Linked DNA regions of Pan troglodytes: region 1 is linked to region 2. A link is a contact called in public HiChIP or PLAC-seq data. All regions are on one chromosome and are shown on one strand. Each heading gives the region's core, a stretch centred on a gene start, on an enhancer-like site or on the middle of the called end of the contact. The rest is flanking DNA. Distances are from core to core; before and after follow the strand shown. Region 1 holds the start of IFT52 (intraflagellar transport 52). Region 2 holds the start of SRSF6 (serine and arginine rich splicing factor 6).

Region 1 (6,660 bases), core at 2,896-5,395, 140 kb after region 2:
TATTGAAGAGGAGACATTGAACGGGATGCCGCTCCTGGTCTGAGCCTGGCTGCCAGGTTCATGCCGTGCTCCACCGCACATCGGGGAGCTCAGAGCTGGACAGAGCTGGAGGCTGCTGCAGACTTGATGCCTAGAGCTTCCTGTCCACCATGGAGCTCCATATGTTCAAGATTAGTCTTTTTTTTTTTTTTTGAGACTGAGTTTCGCTCTTGTTGCCCAGGCTGGAGTGCAGTGGCACGATCTCGACTCACCGCAACCTCCGCCTCCCAGGTTCAAGCAACTCTCCTGCCTCAGCCTCCTGAGTAGCTGGGATTACAGGAATGCGCCACCAGGCCTGGCTAATTTTGTATTTTTAGTAGAGACAGGGTTTCTCCATGTTGGTGAGGCTGGTCTCCAACTCCCGACCTCAGATGATCCACCCACCTCGGCCTCCCAAAGTGCTGGGATTACAGGCGTGAGCCACCGCACCCAGCCAAGATTAGTCATTTCTAAAGATAATTCTGATCGGACAGAACGTGAGCGGTAACACCTCATAAATTCAGAACACCCTGCACTTGTGGGATGGATTGTGCTTCCTTACTTCAGTGGAAAAGTGGTTCGTTTCGGCTGGGCGTGCTGGCTCACACCTGTAATCCCAGCACTTTGGGAGGCCGAGGTCAGGAGTTTGTAGACCAGCCCGGCCAGTATGGTGAAACCTTGTCCCTACTAAAAATACAAAAATTTAGCTGAGTGTGGTGGTGCATGCCTGTAGTCCCAGCTACTCGGGAGGCTGAGACACGAGAATCACTTGAACCCGGGAGGCAGAGGTTGCAGTGAGCCAAGATCGTGCCACTGCACTCCAGCCTGGGCGACAGAGTGTGACTGTCTTATTAATAAATAAATAAATACGAAAAGTGGTTTGTTTTTTTACAAATGTGTGGTTCATACTCCTGGGTGGCCTTATTAGCTTTTTTGGTTGGGAGACAAGGGAAGGAACTTTCTTGGATCAGTGTGTGCTGGTGATTTTATTGCCTTTTCCTCTTAATTCAATCCCACTCTTTCCCTTCCTCAAGTCTTGTTCACCCAGCCCCCTGCCCCAGGAATCACGGGGAAGAAGTCTGGGAGACCATAGAAAAAACACCAATGACACTGAGCTATTAGAGATCAAAACTGGGTCAGGAAGAGTTCATGTTAAGCTTTCACATGTGCTAAGAACGCTGAAAGATACACACTGATTTCCATCTTAATAGTGCCGGATAATCGACAAATTTGGGACAAGATGAGGGAGAGGTCAAAATCCCCCTAACTTCCCAAAGCAAAAAAACAAGAGTATAATGATCAGAAACGTAATAGTAGTGTCAGAAGCACACAATCAGCTGTGGACGGTGAAACATATAATGGTTCTATCTGTTCTGAGATTGTAAAAGCACAATTATTTTCATCAGGCTAAAAAATAAAAATGAAAAACTATGCTGTTGAATGGAACATGCTACAACCTGTGTTTATTGAGCACATTCCAAGTTTTATATGCATTATCTACAATCCTCACTATAAGCCAGCATTTAGAAATTATGAACTTCAGACTGGGCGCAGTGGCTCACGCCTGTAATCCCAGCACTCTGGGAGGCCAAGGCAGGCAATTCACGAGGTCAAGAGTTCAAGACCAGCCTAGCCAAAATGGTGAAACCCCGTCTTTACTAAGAATACAAAAGTTAGCCGGGCATGGTGGCGGGTGCCTGTAATCCCAGCTACCTGAGAGACTGAGGCAGGAGAATTGCTTGAACCCAGGAAGCGAAGGTTGCAGTGAGCGGAGATCATGCCATTTCACTCCAGCCTGGGCAACAGAGCAAGACTCAGTTTCGGCAAAAAAAAAAAAAAGAAAGAAAGAAATTATTAACTTCACTTTACAGATAGGATACATTTGCTCAGAGATTATGAAAACTGCCCAAGGTCACCCAGCTGGTACAAGTCACAGCGAGGAATTGAACTTGGTGACAACTACTGATTCTAAAAGTCTTACTCTTGCTTTTTTTTGGGGGGGCGGCGGGGATGGAGTTATGCTCTTGTTGCCCAGGCTGGAGTGCAATGGTGCAATCTCAGCTCACTGCAACCTCTGCCTCCTGGGTTTGAGTGATTCTCCTGCCTCAGTCTCCCAAGCAGCTGGGATTACAGGCGCCCGCCACCACACCCGGCTAATTTTTTGTATTTTTATTTTTATTTTATTTTTTATAGAGACGGGGTTTCACCATGTTGGTCAGGCTGGTCTCGAGCTCTTGACCTCAAGTGATCCACCTGCCTTGGCCTCCCAAAGTGCTGGGATTACAGGCGTGGGCCACTGCACCCGGCCAAAACTCTTACTCTTTCTGCAATCTCCAACAGTGGGAGAAATGCTCTGGGCAGGTGCTGTAGCAAACACTGACTGCATATCAGGCAGAAAGATCCCAAGATTTGTCCCAGCCTTCAAATGGGACGGCCTACTCTCTCTTCAGTGAGAATACTTCATTTCCATTATTACCTTAACTGCAAACTGTATTCACCCAATTCTGCACCAAAATACAGCATCCCCAAGAAGATAACTTTTTTTTTTTTTTTTTTTTAAGAGACAGAGTCTCACTCTGTTGCCCAGGCTGGGGTGCAGTGGAGCGATCATGGCTCACTGCAGCCCGAACTCCTGGGTTCCAGCGATCTTCCCACCTCAGCCTCCCAAGCAGCTAAGACTACAGGTGTGTGCCACCATGCCTGGCTAATTTTCTTTTTTTATTTATTATTACTATTATTATTGGAGAGAAAAGGTGTTACTGTTACCCAGGTCCCAGACTCCTGGCCTCAAGCAGTCCTCCCACCTTGGCCTCCCAAAATGCTGGGATTACAGGCAGAAGCCACTTCATCTGACCAAAGAGAATTCTCAAATCACCCTCTTCTCCACTTTCTTTTTTGAGACAAAGTCTCACTGTGTTGCCTAGGCTAGAGTGCGGTGGCACCATGACGGCTCACTGCAGCCTCAACCTCCTAGGATCAATCAGTCTCCCACCTCAGTCTCCCAAGCAGCTGGGACTACAGGCGCGCGCCACCACGCCCAGGTAATTTTTCCTATTTTTAGTAGATACCGGGTTTCGCCATGTTGCCTAGGCTGGCCTCGAACTCCTGGGCTAAAGAGATCCACCTGCCTCAGCCTCCCAAAGTGCTGGGATTACAGGAGAGAGCCGCTGCGCCCGGCCCGTCTCCACTTTTAAAATTTCGAGTGACAGAAATTGTGGAAAGCAACACGAGTTGTATGTGTTTTAATATCCTAAACTCGAAGACAAACATAAATGTAAATAAAAACTGTCAGAGCTCTCTGCAATCTTCAGTTTGGGTCTTCCAGGCTGCTGCAGGGTTGTTCACAAATCCACACACCTCTAAAGGCAGGCACAGAGCACTTTCCTGGGTAGTCGGGTGGCCTGTTGGTAGTTGCAGGCGTCTGGTTTCCCACCTTAATGGCGATGGCAGGGCAACCTGTATTGGTGGTGCTTTTGCACAAGCAGTTCTTTCTGCCCGGAACGCCCTTCCCCAGCCTTTGCCTTAATGAATACCACTCTCTCTTCAAATCTCTGCTCAACAGGGGCGCCTTTTTGACCAGCTTAGTCGTTAGACTCCCTAATACAGTTCATAGTTTTCACATTTTTGTAGAATCTATTCAAGTTCTAACTCCCCGCCATGCTCGCCGGCGCTCAAGCCTAGTACCATGGCAAGCAAAGATGCGGAGTTAATAAAACAGAATTATACGCTGTTATCATTCTCAACACTAAACCTGCGCACCCTTTTCCGTTAAGTAGTTCCCAATAGTCCACCCCAGCCTTCCGCCCGGCCCCGCCCTCGCCTGGCTCCACTCTGCTCCTGCGCCTTGGGAATCGAAGCTGGGGCGTTCTCCAACCCCCCCGCGATGGAAGCCTTCACTATTCTCCTCCCTGTGGGTGGAGGGAAGTTTGGGCACTTGGGTCCTACCGTTGTTATTAGTCTTTACTCGTAATTGAGACTAAAGAACAAAATTAAATGGGTTTATTTTTGGTGAAAAGTTAATTCTCCTTATGTTTGGATTTGCCCCTCATGCACCAAATGGTACAGCCCCACATCAGTCAGGCTGCCTACCCCTGACGCCTGCGACGGAGAGGCGCCTTCCGTGATGTCGTCATCACGTCGGCCGGAGCTAGCGCTGCGTCTTGGGCCACGCCTCCCGGCGCACCGACGCGCCTCTCCGGTTACTAAGCGGCCTTGGATACCTGGCCGCGGGATGCTGGGCGGCGTCAGGTGACCGGTGGTCGCTGGGCCTCAGGTAAAGGGCTCCAACAGTGGTGGGCCGGCTGGGGCGTTGGTGCGGCCTGGGAGCTGGCGAGGGACTCGCCACACTCTTCGAGGCCGCTGGGCCGGTCATAGAACATCCAGGGTCCCCCGGGGTGAAGTAAACTGTGGGCGCGGACGTAGCCCGGGTTCCTGGCGCCCCGGCTGGGCGCCCATCTCCACGGCCTCGGGTGGTGCAGGTGTTTAGTCGTTCCGCTGACTATGAAAGAGCATGGGACGAGGAATCGTACAGTCTTAATCTCTCTTCTGTCGTGGCTGCGACCCCTCGGTATTCATGTGGGAAAATACTGATTTGACTGGTAATGTTATTGAAAAGAAAGCGAGAGAATGGTTTGGCAGCGTTACCCAAATATTTGTTATTTTTATAGTTTTAAAGGCCTTATACTGTTATTAAGGAAATGCATTTCTGACTAAGTCTGACAGTACAGGAACGCAGACCTGCTACTCTCACCAGGGGCTGAACTAACAGAACAAAAAAAGATAGATGTATCACGGTGGTGGGACCATGGAGGGGGCAGTTTTTGAACTGGACAAAACGATGTTAAAGTGCTTAAAGAAGAATAAATATGTGAAAGTAGCCAGGAAAATTCTAAAATTAATGCTAATAAGGGAGATTAGCTCTCCAGAACCACCAGATATTATAACATAAAGGTATAGCAATTAAACTAGCATAGAAGATGGGTGCAGCAGTGTGGGCCCGTAGTCCTGGCTACTTGGTAGGCTGAGGCGGCAGGATCCCTTGAGCCCAGGAGTCAGAGACCAGCATGGGTATCAAAAGGAAACCCTGTCTCTGAAAATAAATAAATTAATTTAAAAAGTTTGGAACTCAGCAGGAGCTTACAGGTAGATAAAATATATTAGAACTCAGAATAAGAGCGATTTATATATAGGGATTTATTATATAGGCGAGGTGGTACTGTATTTCAAATCAGCATTGAAGAGATGAATTGGGGTCAGGCAGCTTTTTTAGCAATTTAGAAAATAATTAAACCAGTCGAGCGAGGTGGCTCACACCTGTAATCCCAGCACTTTGGGAGGCCAAAGCGGGTGGATCACTTGAGGTCAGGAGTTCCAGACCAGCCTGGCCAACCTGGTGAAACACCGTCTCTACTATGGCGCGCGCCTGTAATCCCAGCTACTGGGGAGGCTGAGGCAGGAGAATTGCTTGAACTTGGGAGGCGGAGGTTGCAGCGAGCCGAGATTGCACCACTGCACTCCAGCCTGGGTGACAGAGCGAGACTATGCTTTGAAAAAGAAGGAAAAAAAAAAAAAAAGGAATGAAGCCCATTTTGAGCACCACAATAATTTCCAAATGGACTAAAATTTAAATGTTAAAAAATTACATCACGAATTAGCCGGGTGTGTTTGGGCGCCTGTAGTCCCAGCCGCTTGGGAGGCTGAGGCACGAGAATCTCTTGAATCTGGGAGGCAGAGGTTGTGGTGAGCCGAGATCGTGCCACTGCACTCCAGCTTAGGCCACAGAGCAGACTCTGTCTCAAAAAAAAAAAAAATTACGTCATGAAGTACTGAAGTAAAGCATTGTTGAATTTATTTATAATCTTAGAATGACAAAAAACTCTTCTAAATGTTTCATGTCATCCAGAAGCCAGAAAGGAAAAGATTCATACTTTTAACTCTATAAAATTTAAAATCTATATGGCCTGCAAAATTCAACCAAACCAAAAAAACTACCAGAAGCCAAATAAAGTTATGAAAATGTTTGTTTAATGATCAATTAGAAAATTATGAAACCCGACTGGGTGCAGTGGCTCATGCCAGTAAACCACCACTTTGGGAGATTGAGGTAGGAGGATCACTTGAGGTCAGGAGTTCAAGGGCAACATAGCAAGACCTTGCTTCTACAAAACATTTAAAAATTAGCTGGACACTGGTGCGCGCCTGTAGTCCCAGCTACCCAGGAGGTTGAAGTGGGATGATTGCTTGAGCCTGGGAGGTCAAGGCTACAGTGAGTTGTGATTGCAGCACTGCACTCCCAGCCTGGGTCACAGAGTGGGACTTTTATCTCAAATAATAATAAGAAGAAGTTTTTAAAAAGAAAAATTTAAAGAGAAAAATGATCAAGAGTACCTGGACAAGAAAATCAGAAGAAATACAAGTGGCAAAAATCTATAGCAAGAGACAACTATCTCACTAACTTCAAAGTGGAAATTAAAACAGTAATGAGGGGGGTTTTTTGGCCCTTTATTGGCAAACATGACAAAGACTGGAAATAGGATTGTGTGGAAACAGAAGTGTGTTAGTGGAAATATCAATGAGTATAACTTTTTGGAGGGCAATTTGGAAATGATTTACTCAGCCATTCAATAGGTAAGAATCTCTACA
Region 2 (6,587 bases), core at 2,739-5,238:
AAGAGTATTCCATGGCTTGAATAAGCATCCCTGGACCTATGATTTTACAAACTGGCCCCTTGTCAAATAGATTTCTAGGATTAAGGTTACTGGGTCAAAGGTTTATGAACTTGCTGTTTGTCAATTAACCACTACCTCCCTGAAACCCTTTCCACTCCTAGCTTCTGTGACACCACACTCTTTTCGGGTTTTTTCCTTACCTTTTTAGACACTTCCCAGTTGCCATTCCTGAATTTTTGGAAGGGAGGGGGACAGGTCTTCACTCTGTGGCCCAGGCTGGAGAGCAGTCACACAATCACGACTCACTGCAGCCTGAAACACGTGGGCTCAAGTGATCCTCCTGCCTTTGCCTCCCAAGTAGCTAGGACTACGGGTGCGTGCCACCATGCCTACTAACATTTTTCTTTCTTTTTTTGACACGTAGTCTTGTTCTGTCGCCCAGGCTGGAGTGCAGTAGTGCAATCTCTGCTCACTGCGACCTCCACCTCCCAGGTTTAAGCGATTCTCAGTCTCCCGAGCAGCTGGGATTACAGGCCTGCACCACCACACACGGCTAATTTTTGTGTTTTTAGTGGAGACGGGGTTTCACCATTTTGGCCAGGCTGGTCTCGAACTCCTGACCTCAAGTGATCTGCCCACCTCGTCCTCCCAAAGTGTTGGGATTACAGGCGTTAGCCACTGTGCCTGGCCTTTTTTCATTTTTTGTAGACTTGCTATATTGCCCAGGTTGGTCTTGAACTCCTGGCCTCCAGAGATCCTCCCACCTCATCCTCCCAAAGCGCTAGGATTACAAGCACAAGTCCCTGCACCCAGCTTCCATTCCTAAATTTAACAAAATTTCAGAGTCCCTGTGGTAGTGTGTGTGGAATTGGTTCCTTCCGGTGGGTTCTTGGTCTTGCTGACTTCAAGAATGAAGCCGCGGACCCTCGCAGTGAGTGTTACAGTTCTTAAAGATGGTGTGTCCGGAGTTTTTCCTTCAGGTGTTCAGATGTGTCCGGAGTTCCTTCCTTCCAGTGGGTTCGTGGTCTTAAGCTGCAGACCTGCTGCAGTGAGTGTTACAGCTCTTAAAGGTAGTGCGGACCCAAAGAGTGGGCAGCAGCAAGATTTATATGTGCATGTATACATAAATATGTATAGAGAGAGGCTTAAGTCCATGGAATTTAGTTAGGGAAAGGAGAATTTGACAATGATAACATTTGTTACTCATCAAACTCTCATTTTTAAAAAATTTATTAAAATTATTTGCAAGAGTTGAAGCAGGAAATGACACTCTTACGGTATTGGTGGGACTGGACATTGCTTTGGGGAGTTAGTGGGATAGTATTTATTGAAGGATAGGGAATTCGTTTGTCAAAGAGAAAGATGCAGCTGATATCATCCACTCTTCCTCTCACTTCTCTTTCCCAAAGCCCAGTGGCTACCCCTAACAAAAAACCCAAGAGCACTGCTGAGGAAGAGAAAACAGTTTCAAATATCATAATTGAGAGAGGTGTTGGATTGTCACCATTCTGTGGAGTCTTCCTGAGGACTCAACTCTGCTGATGTGTTGGGAGAACAACTCAAAGGAGAAATGGTAGATGTGCAGCATGGGAGCTCATATCTTTTCTTATTTCTTTCTTTCCTTTCTCTCCTTTCTTTTTTAGACAAGAGTCTTGCTCTGTCACCCAGGCTGGAGTGAAGTGGAGCCATCATACCTCACTGCAGCCTTGACCTCCAGGGCTCAAGTGATCCTCCCACCTCAGTCCCTGGAGTAGCTGGGACTACAAGTATACGCCGCCAGTATTGGCCTTTTTTTTTTTTAAGAGATGGAGTCTTGCTATGTTGTTCAGGCTGGTCTTGTGCTCCTGGGATCAAGTGATCCCATCTCTGCCTCTCAAGGTGATGGGATTACAGGTGTGAGCCACGGTGCCCGGCAAATCCCCTCTCGTAGCAACTCAGGTGTATTTGTATGGAGTGGAGTGAATATAGCAGTAGTTGCTCCAGGAACAGAATCCAGAATTGGAAACTGTCAGTGACAGAGTTAGAAAGAATCATGAATCAGATGACTGAAAGATCCTCTGAGGCTCTTCCAACTGGGAGATTGGATTGCATGTTGCCAAGCTAGTCCAAACTTCGTTTTAAAAACTTCCATAGGCTGGGCATGGTGGCTCATGCCTGTAATCCCAGCACTTTGGGAGGATGAGGCTTGAACTCCTTGAGCCCAGGAGATCAAGATTAGCCTGGGTAACATAGGGAGACCCTGCCTCTATTTAAAAAAGAAAAGAAAAAAACTTCTGTACAGGATTCATTTGGAATAGCACTTCTCAACCTCAGCTATTGACATTGGGGACCAGATAATCCTTCGTGGTGGGGCTGTCCTGTGCCTTGCAGGATGTTTCGTGGCATCCCTGGCCTCTACCCATGAGATACGAGCAGCTCCTTCCCTCCTCCAGCTGTGACAACCAGAAAGTCTTCAGATATTGACAGATGTCCGCAGGGGGGACAGAACTACCCCCTGTTGAGAACCACTGCCCCCTGTTGAGAGCCTTCCCAATAGCTGTGACTACAGGCATGTGCCACCATGCCCAGCTAATTTTTTTAAAACAAGTTTTTTGTAGAGATGGGATCTTGCCATGTTGCCCAGGTTGATATCGAACTCCTGGGCTCAAGCAATCCTCTCACCTGGGCCTCCCAAAGTGCTGGGATTACAGGCGTGAGCTACTACGCCTTGCTCCTTGTTTTTCTTTATTTCATTGAGTCAGAGTCTTGCTTTGTCATCCAGGCTGCAGTGCAGTGGCATGATCATAGCTTACTGCAGCCTCGAACTCCTGGGCTCAAGAGATCTTCCTGCCTCAGCTTCCCAAGGTGCAGGGATTACAGAATCATATTTTTTATCTGACTTTAAGCACGGTCTCTATCTCCCCCAGTCGTGACAAACAACGTTTCCCTCCAGACTGCCAAATAGCTCCAGGAGGACAAACCCCGCCCCCCCTTTTCAACCCGAAGCGGAAGGATATTGAGGTTGCACCACTCAAAACAGAGCAGGAATACAAAAATATCCAAAGAGCTGGTGTTGGGCTTGGCACAATGGCTCACGCCTGTAATCCCAGCACTTTGGGAGGCAGAGACGGGTGGATCACCTCAGGTTGGGAGTTCGAAACGAGACCAGCCTAACATGGTGAAACCCCGTCTCTACTAAAAATACAAAATTAGCTGGGCGTGGTGGTGCATGCCTGTAATCCCAGCTACTCGGGAGGCTGAGGCAGGAGAATCACTTGAACCCAGGAGGCGGAGGTTGCAGTGAGCCGAGATGGCACAGGTGTGAGCCACAGAGCCTGGCCTGGGCTGCGTTCTTTCAGGAGGCTCTGGGGCGAATCTGTTCCCTCGTGTCTTCCAGCTTCCAGAGGCTACTGGCACCCTTTGGCTTATGGTTCCTTCCTCCATCTTCAAAGCCATTAACTTCGGTTGTGACTTTCTTACAGCCAATCACTCTGACCCCAATCCCAGCCTCCTTTGTCACATCTGCTTCTCTGACTGTGGCTCTCCTGTCCCCCTCTTGTAATCACCCTTATGATCACATGGGGCCCACCTGGACAATCCCGGGGCATCTCTGCATCTCAAGATGCTCAACTTAATCAGATCTGCAAAGTCCCTTTTGATATACAAGGTAACATCTTCACAGGTTTCAGGGATTAGGATTAGGACATAGACATCTTTAGGGGGAACCCTTATTCTGCCTACCGAGGTGAAGAGGTGAAGCCGGCTGGGCTTCTGGGTTGGGTGGGGACTTGGAGAACTTTCCCGTCTAGCTAAAGGATTGAAAACACACCAATCAGTGCTCTCTGTCTAGCTAAAGGTTTGTAAACACACCAATCAGCACTCTGTAAAAACGGACCAATCAACATTCTGTAAAATGGACCAATCAGCGCTCTGTAAAATGGACCAATCAGCAGGATGTAGGCAGGGCCAAATAAGGGACTAAAAACTGGCAGTCCAGCCAGCAGTGGCAACCCGCTCGGGTCCCCTTCCACGCTGCGGAAGCTTTGTTCTTTCCTTCAGGCAGGTTGGAGTCTTGCTTTGTCACCCAGGCTGGAGTGCAGTGGCATGATCATAGCTCACTGCAGCCTCGAACACCTGGGCTCAAGAGATCCTCTTGCCTCAGCTTCCCAAGATGTGGGGATTACAGACTCGTATTTTTTATTTATCTAACTTTAAGCACGGCCTCTACCTCCCTCAGTCGTGACAAACAACGTTTCCCTCTAGACTTCCAAATAGCTCCAGGAGGACAAAACCCCCCTTTTTCAACCCGAAGCTTAAGGATATTGAGGTTGCACCACTCAAAACAGAGCAGGAATACATAAATATCTAAAGAGCTGGTGTTATCTCAGTGATATCCCTTCCTTTTTTTTTTTTTTTTTTTTTTTTAGCTTCGGTGACACCCTACTCTCCTGGTCTTCTCCCTACCTCGCTAGTCACTCCTCCCAGTCTCCTTTCCTGTGCTTAAATTTCAGAGTACCCCAGGCGTTGGCCTGGGTCTTCCGCTCTCCACTTAAACTTACTCCTTTGAGGTTTTCAATCTGGTTCTCCAGCTTTAAACAGCATCTCCATTGATAAACTCACAAAATAAGGCACTTTCAAGTCAATGGAGGAAATGATAGTATTGGGACAAAGGACTTTCCCCGTACACGGGAGAAAAAAAATCGTTCGTCGCTGTGGGAGGGCTGCCGGGTCTCGTCCACGCTCCCTTTTGAGCACCTACAGTGAGCGTAGGATTGCCACGGATAGCCCAATCCACAAGTGAGTCAAGCTGCCAGGGCTCCAAGAAAGACCCATGGAGGGAGAGGGGAACGTCCGGGGAGGCGAAGGCTGCGAGTGAGACCCGGAGAGGCTGATGTCGGCGGGTCTGCGCGCTCGCAACGCGACCCCCGCCCGGTCAGCAAGACCTCGGCGCGCGATCCTCAGATTCTGCGAAACAAGACAAGCGACTGGGTCCGAGACCGCGGTCCCCATCAAAACGAGCATCAACCAATCGCTGGGAGAAATCGGCAGCCTCGTTTTAAGCCACCAAGCAGAGACCGCGGCGACCTATTATGATAACCTCGAGAACCAATGAAAAACGGGGATTCGCTCAGCCCGCCTCCCGAGCTTCAACCCCGAAGAGATCGCGCAGAGTTTTATAAAAGGTACAAATTAGAAAACAGTTCTGCGGCTGGATTAGAGACATTGTGTTCTCAAAGACGGTGGGGAGGGCTAGAGAAAAATCCTAGAAGCTAGCAAGACCGCACTACACCGAAACGTCGCGGGCAACGGACTCGCCAGTCACCATCTAGCCCAGGGACGACGCGGGACGGACGTGCCGCTGCGCGCTGACATCACGCTCCAGGCCCCGCCCCACCGGCCGCCCATATAGCGTAAGCCTGGCGCGCGCGCGCGCCATTGTGTGGCTGGACTCGGCCGCCCCTGTGGTGTGAGGCGCGTGTTCGGGCTCTTGCCGTCCCCGCACCCGCACCGCGGCTACTGGCTTGCGGTCCGCCGTTCGACAACCAGCCCTTGGGCCCCCGCCCGCCACGGACATGCCGCGCGTCTACATAGGACGCCTGAGCTACAACGTCCGGGAGAAGGACATCCAGCGCTTTTTCAGTGGCTATGGCCGCCTCCTCGAAGTAGACCTCAAAAATGGGTGAGTCGGGCCTGGGCGCCCGCGCCCAGCGTCCCAGGCCTGGTGGCGGCGGGAACTCTCCAAGGAAAGAAGCGGCCAAGGCCGCGGCGCCGCGTGGCAGGGCCTCAAAGATGGCGACGGCGCGGCGTCGCGGGGGCGCGCGGTGGGGTACGGGCGCGCGCACGGGCGCGCCCTGGCTAACGACTCCCCCGCCGTTGTCCGGCCCTCGCACCGCCCCTAGGTACGGCTTCGTGGAGTTCGAGGACTCCCGCGACGCCGACGACGCCGTTTACGAGCTGAACGGCAAGGAGCTCTGCGGCGAGCGCGTGATCGTAGAGCACGCCCGGGGCCCGCGTCGCGATCGCGACGGCTACAGCTACGGAAGCCGCAGTGAGTCCCACCCCCGCGCGCTCCGCGCCCTTGGGGACCCTGGGGGCGGGGGTGGGTGGGGTGGGGCCTCCCAGCCCGGGCAGGCGCGAGGGCCGGGGGTCGTTTGACTTGGGTGTCCCCGAGCCCCGCTGCCTTCACGTCTGCCCGGGGCAGCCATGGGACGCCGGAGCGCGGGGATTGGGTTTGGGTGTTTGGTTTTGTTTATTTGCCAAGTTGGGAGGTGGGTGGCTTCTTCTGGCCCCTTGTCAGCACTGTCACGGGTTCTTCCCCCAGAGGAAGTAAGGGGTGGCTGTATTTGTTGTATCCTCCTTACTTACCTATCAGTGCATTAGTTAGAGGTTCGGGGGCAGGCTCGGGTGGAGGTGGGGTAGGGGGCGCGGGGGACGGGGAAGGGGAGGAGCATAAAGTATAGGTCTTAAAGCTATGGAACTTGATGGGGGCCAAAGAATGTACTATTTTTAAGTAATGTGGTATTGTACCACAAAGTAGATCTAAATAAGCTTTATGCTGTATTTGAACTAATTGGGGCATGTTATTGGGAGGAGGTTGGGGGGATTTT

The links. HiChIP or PLAC-seq counts read pairs in DNA pulled down with a chosen protein or histone mark.
Region 1: a contact with region 2 is called in an H3K4me3 HiChIP or PLAC-seq map of stem cell-derived excitatory neurons, with 4 times the contacts expected there. The contact joins the promoter of IFT52 here to the promoter of SRSF6 in region 2. A contact is called at or near these places in 1 of 7 Hi-C or Micro-C datasets (stem cell-derived neural progenitor cells) and 1 of 1 datasets of contacts at active chromatin or transcription factors (stem cell-derived excitatory neurons).

Annotation. Positions count from the first base shown.
Region 1 is chr21:49,853,026-49,859,685 of NHGRI_mPanTro3-v2.0_pri, forward strand. IFT52 (intraflagellar transport 52) reads left to right here and starts at 4,146. Exons shown (of 14, transcript XM_016937943.3): 1 at 4,146-4,291.
Region 2 is chr21:49,717,975-49,724,561 of NHGRI_mPanTro3-v2.0_pri, forward strand. It overlaps SRSF6 (serine and arginine rich splicing factor 6), which reads left to right and starts at 3,989. Exons shown (of 6, transcript XM_016937936.3): 1 at 3,989-5,659; 2 at 5,880-6,028. The coding sequence starts at 5,553.